2 separate regions of the Arabidopsis thaliana genome follow, and region 1 is linked to region 2. Evidence: chromatin contacts called from public capture Hi-C data. All regions are on one chromosome and are shown on one strand. The core of a region is the stretch at or near the end of the contact, and the rest is flanking DNA. Distances in the headings are between cores, read along the strand shown. Region 1 holds the start of LUP5 (Terpenoid cyclases family protein). Region 2 holds the start of SWEET6 (Nodulin MtN3 family protein).

What was found. Capture Hi-C pulls out chosen DNA fragments and counts their contacts.
Region 1: a contact with region 2 is called in a capture Hi-C map of seedling, with 2.0 times the contacts expected there. A contact is called at or near these places in 4 of 26 Hi-C or Micro-C datasets (leaf and root) and 3 of 3 other capture datasets (root, seedling and shoot).

What each region holds. Positions count from the first base shown.
Region 1 is chr1:24,990,737-24,993,631 of TAIR10.1, forward strand. It overlaps LUP5 (Terpenoid cyclases family protein), which reads right to left and starts at 1,307. Exons shown (of 18, transcript NM_001334259.1): 1 at 907-1,307. The coding sequence starts at 923. SVL2 (SHV3-like 2) reads right to left here. Exons shown (of 8, transcript NM_105368.3): 7 at 2,397-2,883; 8 at 1,650-2,296. The coding sequence ends at 2,010.
Region 2 is chr1:24,905,656-24,908,767 of TAIR10.1, forward strand. SWEET6 (Nodulin MtN3 family protein) reads right to left here and starts at 1,581. Exons shown (of 1, transcript NM_105348.1): 1 at 796-1,581. The coding sequence starts at 1,581. The coding sequence ends at 796.

The DNA of each region.
Region 1 (2,895 bases), core at 57-2,556, 85 kb after region 2:
TGGTAAACACTTTTGCATCTGATTATTAATAATATTAAGTACTAATAAATGATTATGGTTATGGTAATAACACTCATAATAAATCTTGTATTAATGCATAGCATGGGGAAAACAAAATGCTTTGAATAGTCATGTGATGAAAATCCCTTTGCTTGAGTGGGCTGGTGCATTGATGTGTTTAAACAACTTTTGACTTAGTCTCTAATGTGTTTTTAGTGAGTTAATATGAATGCAAAACTTTGAAGTACTATAAATGATTATGGTTATGGTGACACTTATCATTAATATTGTGTTAATGCATTGCATGGGAATAGTAAAATGCTTTGAATAGTCACGTGATGAAAATGTATAGTCACGTTCATCTCTATTGATAAATGATATTACTCAAATTAGTCGTAAATTTTACTTTTGCTGAAAACTAGTCTTCAATTTTTTAACTACTAGTTTCAATCAAAGCTTATTAAAAGATGATATTAAATATATTATATTTTTGTGATTTACTAAATTTCTATATTTTAAAACTAGTAGTATTTAATTGTTATTTTTTGAAATTTACAATTAAACAATAATCACTATTAACTATTATTGGCTATTGCATATAAATTTTTAAATATCTATCTTTTTAAAACAATTTGTTTTCCTGGAAATACAATAATAAGGAACAAAGGAAGTATTTAGCATGTACTCAATGAGATTTAAGTTTCTACTATCTAGTTTTTATGGGAGTATTTAGCATATACTCAATGGTTTTCTAGTTTCAGGTTCTTGTTTCAACTACTACTTAAGGTCATTTTGTATATGAAATTCGATCTTAAGTAACAAAAAGTAATGCTCGTTCCCAAAACTGTTGTCAAATTTACATAATGTGTATTCATTATTCAAAATATTTCACCTGCCTCCACTAACCTCCAAGTTTTCTTCATTCACCGTTATTAAAGCCAGACGACTCATAGGCATTGGCTTCTATGTGGGTAAATCTCAACACAGTAAAAAGAAAGGGGAAAGAACAAACGTTTATTGATCTTTGGAGATAAACTCGACTATTACAAGATGTTTTGGAAACGTGAAAGATTCATATAAAATAAAATAAATAAAAATATTAATAAAGAGAGAAACAAGACCTGAATAATTTCTTTGGAGCCATGTACGCACAAGGAAGGTTGTGGAATAACGAGAAGAGGAAGAAAAAGACCAGAAAAGAAGTGGAGAGAGAGTACATGATTTGTTTGAGATCTCTGAACAGTAATATCTTGCGTTAAGAGGAAACAAAAACAGAGGGAGAGAGTGATCGTTAAGGTGAAAGTGGTAATGGTGAAGGACCTAGTCATGGAAAGATTAGTAACCGTGGAGTCTTGTAATCATGTCTTTATTAGTTGACCCCCAAAAATACGAAATGGAGTGAGAAATAAATTTGATCCTTTTTGTTGGAAACATACAATACTATCTCTTATCTCGTAAAAATCTGTGTCTTCATCTATTAGATGACCAAAGAGGGTTTAGGGGACTTGTAAAGTCAATAATTTGATCAACTAAATTGGTGAATCACGTAATCATAACCTTGTGCGTCAAACAGGTGAAATCATACTATTATATATGGTGCTTAAATTGATGAATCAAAATAATTTTGTGAAAAATTGTATAGCTTTGGGTAAATAAATATCTTTAATATTTGAAGTTAGGTCGGCTTGTAAGGGGTCTATGTAAGGGTCTCTTATGAATTATGATCAATAAGAAACCAACTTCCAAGAAGTAACATTAATCTCCAAGAGAGACTAGGGTTAAGAGATGAAGTTTGCTTACATAGTTATCTCTTTTTCATGTTAAACAACGGCTACTATTACGAGATCGAAGTCTAAAGCTTTTTGGCTCATATCAACAGTAACCAAATGACATATATAAAACAAAAATGTAAACATGCACACATATAAACTCTACTCTCTCTCACACAAGGAAATCTTTATGAGGGTGGAAGACATTATAAACAGTGAAGAGATGTGATATAGCGTTGATCATAGAAGTAGAAGAGAGAGGAAAAAAACAGAGAGGAGAAGAGATAGCTTAAGTCGGGTTTGTCCGCTAGGTGCTTGAGCAATGGTTGAGGGAGTTCCAGGGGTTGAGGTTGGAGCTTTTGCTATAACCGGAGATAGTGGTGGCTCAGTGACATCAGCCTCTATGAAATCCTGGTTTGGAGCTTGTGCTGGAGGTAAGGACAGAGGACTCATAACGTTTAAGAGGCCACCGGGGTTAACTGGTAACATGTAAGGTGGTACTTCTTCTCTACCCAAACATCGATTCCCTGCAAAAGATAAACAAAGTTAGGCATTGGTATTGATCATTTTGTGTTGTGAGACCTTTTGGTGCAAGGGAACTCTGTGATGGTTCTATGAACCACTTACTTTTGTATCTTGCAGCTGTGAAAGGGAACTCTGTGATGGTTCCATTGATACCAGCTCCATAGATATATGCGTTTATCTCTACGGTTGCATCAGAGAAGAAGTCATATGCTTGAGAGACAAACTCATTCCTAAACAGTTCTACATAAACCGGGAGCTGAGACTTCTGCAACCTCTCCACAACATTGGTTTGGCCAGTGAGAAACGAATCAGAGTTAGGAAAGACTGAATCTTTGTTGATGACAACAGCGTTAGCGAACTTCTTTATGTCTTCGATGGCCGAGTCACGAATATTACCAATGGTTTCTTCAATTTTGTACACAGTCTCGTACTTGCTCTGCTTCTTGAAGTCAACTAGAACCGAGCTGTTCGTAGACTGAATCATGACCTTTGTTGTGGTTGTTCCATTGCTGTAACCAGCTTCGGTGAGTGTATCGAGAACCGCTTGAACCACGTCAAGCCCTTGCTTCTCTCTCAAGTATGCTGCATTCTGGGGGAAACA
Region 2 (3,112 bases), core at 331-2,830:
TCAATCTGAACTTTTTATATTTAACTTCTCAATCCTTATGGAGAGCTTCTTGACTGCACTCTCCGGTAGCCTTTCTTAACCATCCTCTCCGGTTTAGGAGCCATGTTTTTAATTTTCTTGGCCATGAACAATATGCCTCATTGTGTTTAGGTAGTGTGAGAAAATTGGAGCTTATGTGAACAAAACTTCTTATTATTTCAGTGGTATTCCCTATTGGACTACTTTTGTTTTTTTCATCTTTCCACTTACACTTTAATGGGAATGGGCTATGGGCTGATTTAGTCTCATGTTCAACACTACAAGCCCTAATCCTAATTCTTGTTATGAAATTCACCAAAATATTTGGACCAAAGAGCTGATCAAACCAAGTTTGTATCTGTTTCTAATCCTTTACTCGGTTCTAGGGAAATCGAGTTAATATTTGTTTCTATTTATTTGGGAAACTTTTCAGGCAATCAAGTCTAGGGAGAGAATTCTTGTTGATAAATTTTGGATAAATGACTCATTGATTAATTGAAGAATAAGTACAAACTATGGGTTAACATTAGTTGCATTTTTAGTGAATTTGTTCAAGAAACATCAACGACTTTTTCTCAATTTTCACTCTTGAAGAAATGGTCCTCAAACAAAAAAAAATGACCAAAGAGAGAAGTCATATTTTTAAAAGAGTCTACGGCTTCTGAGAACTATGGACAACGAAATTTGACTTATTCGCATATTACAGTCCTAAAAATATAAAAAAAATCCTAGATGATTATATAATAAACTTACAGTGAATAACATGAAAAGACCAAATCAAACGCCGCTAACTCTTTTGTTTAAATATGGGATGTTCTCGGGTTCAGTTTGAGCGATCGCATTGGATAATCCGACTTCACCAACGTAACCGAGTCGGTTCTTCCTTTCCTCCATTATCCCTTTGGTAGATTTGTAGTAGGTACCATACAATATTAACTGTACTAGTCCAAAAACACACCCAATCCCATTTGGTATAGCCAGGAATGGATCAAAAGGCACAAAGCCATAAATTGTCCAAACACCTGCGTTTAGAAAACCAACTACCGATAACAAAAACGGCATGAACTCCAAACTTTTTGTTTTTATTACCATTTTCATGACAGACAATGGAGAAGCATACATCATAGCGTTGAAAACGCAAGATACAATCCCAACGCTTATCGTCCGTTGATCGGTAGTGTGTTCGAGAGTTAAGACCAAAACCGCAAGGGTAGCCACAAACACAACTTGAACGGTTAAAACAGCGGATATTACCAACCGATGTTGTTGACGACCACAAAATACAAAAAAGATTGTAAGGAAAACGATTTCGATCGTGATTCCTATACCGCTTATTGTAACGAGCAAGGTGCTATCAGGATGAACCATAGGAAGTCCATAAAGAGCACGAACCAAACAGTTTAGGAGAGTCGCTAAATATGGCAATGGTGAGTATTTTTCCACTGACTTCTTTTTCACTATGTGTATAAACGTTGGCGTTGGCGATAGAAACAAACATAGAGAGATGAAGTTTCCTAATATACCAACAATCTTCCGAATAAGATTCAACTGTTCATGCACCATATTGTTATGATGAAGGGTAGTTATCTTGAAAGAAATATAAAAAGACAAAATAGAAGAAGAAGGCAAAAAGCAAATTTGAGTAAGATTGCTCGATAGAGTCATGGTGAGTAGTTCATTTTCATAGCGGACAACACGTGGAAACATTTTCCACGGGAGGAACAACACATGGATATATCAGAAGAAGTTAAACACACACACAAAAAAAGTCCAAACACATCGATCCACTACCAAGAACAAAAAACGTTGGACAATGGATATGAAAAATTTGGGTTGCGTAAAATATCTATAATATTCAATTTAATAGTATGCTTAGGGATATCAAAATGGGTAACCCAACTCAACTTAACTCATAATCAAATGAGTTTAAATGAGTTGGGTCAACCCATAACTCATTTAATTTAATGGGCTGAGTTGTTAAATGGATTAACCCATTTAAGTAATAATTTAATTAATTATTATTATAAAATAATAATAAATAATTATCATTATTAATTCATTATCATCAAACTTAGGATATTTACGGATTCCACTTTTTATTGGTTTACGTTTTTGGCGGGAAAATCACGGGTTTACGTTTTTGGCGGAAAAATTATAGGTTTACGTTTTTGGCGGAAAAATTATAGGTTTACGTTTTTGGCGGGAAAATTACCGCTTTACGTTTTTGGCGGGAAAATTACGGATTTACGTTTTTGACGGGAAATTCACGGGTTTACGTTTTTGGCGGGAAAATCACGGATTTACATTTTTGGCGGGAAAATCACGGGTTTATGTTTTTGGCGGGAAAATCACGGATTTACGTTTTTGGCGAGATAATCACGGGTTTACGTTTTTGGCGGGCAAAACACGGGTTTACGTTTTTGGCGGGAAAATCACGGGTTTACGTTTTTGGCGGGAAAATCACGGGTTTATGTTTTTGGCGGGAAAATCACGGATTTACGTTTTTGGCGGGAAAATCATGGGTTTACGTTTCTGGCGGGAAAATCACGGATTTATGTTTTTTGGTGAAAAAATTACGAGTTTACTTTTTCTCAATTTCATCGCTTGTATATTTAAGAAATTTGGAAAAATATTAATTTTATTAAATTGGTTTAGATGTGTTGGTTAAACTTAAATTGGCATTGATTTAGAGATTTTAGTTGGTTTAATTCAATTTTACAAAACTTGATAGTTTAATTGGGTAACCCATTGAAACCATTAACCATTACAACCCAACTCATTTTACTCATCAAACCAATTGACTCATCAAACCAATTGACTCATCAACTCATTTGACCAATCAACTCATTTGAGTCAAAAATTTTAACTCATTAGGGTTCATGGGTTGAGTTGAGTTGAGTTGACCCATGAATTTTGACCCATTTTGACACCTCTAAGTATGCTATTCATTTAGACTGGAGTCAGAAAATTCGAATAATCATAAATTTATGGAACATATATAATATTCTTAGTACAATATTCATTATTTTTGGGTGGATACTGATAACAAAATGAGAATTACCCAAAAATATTACATTCTTAATTAAATTTTTAG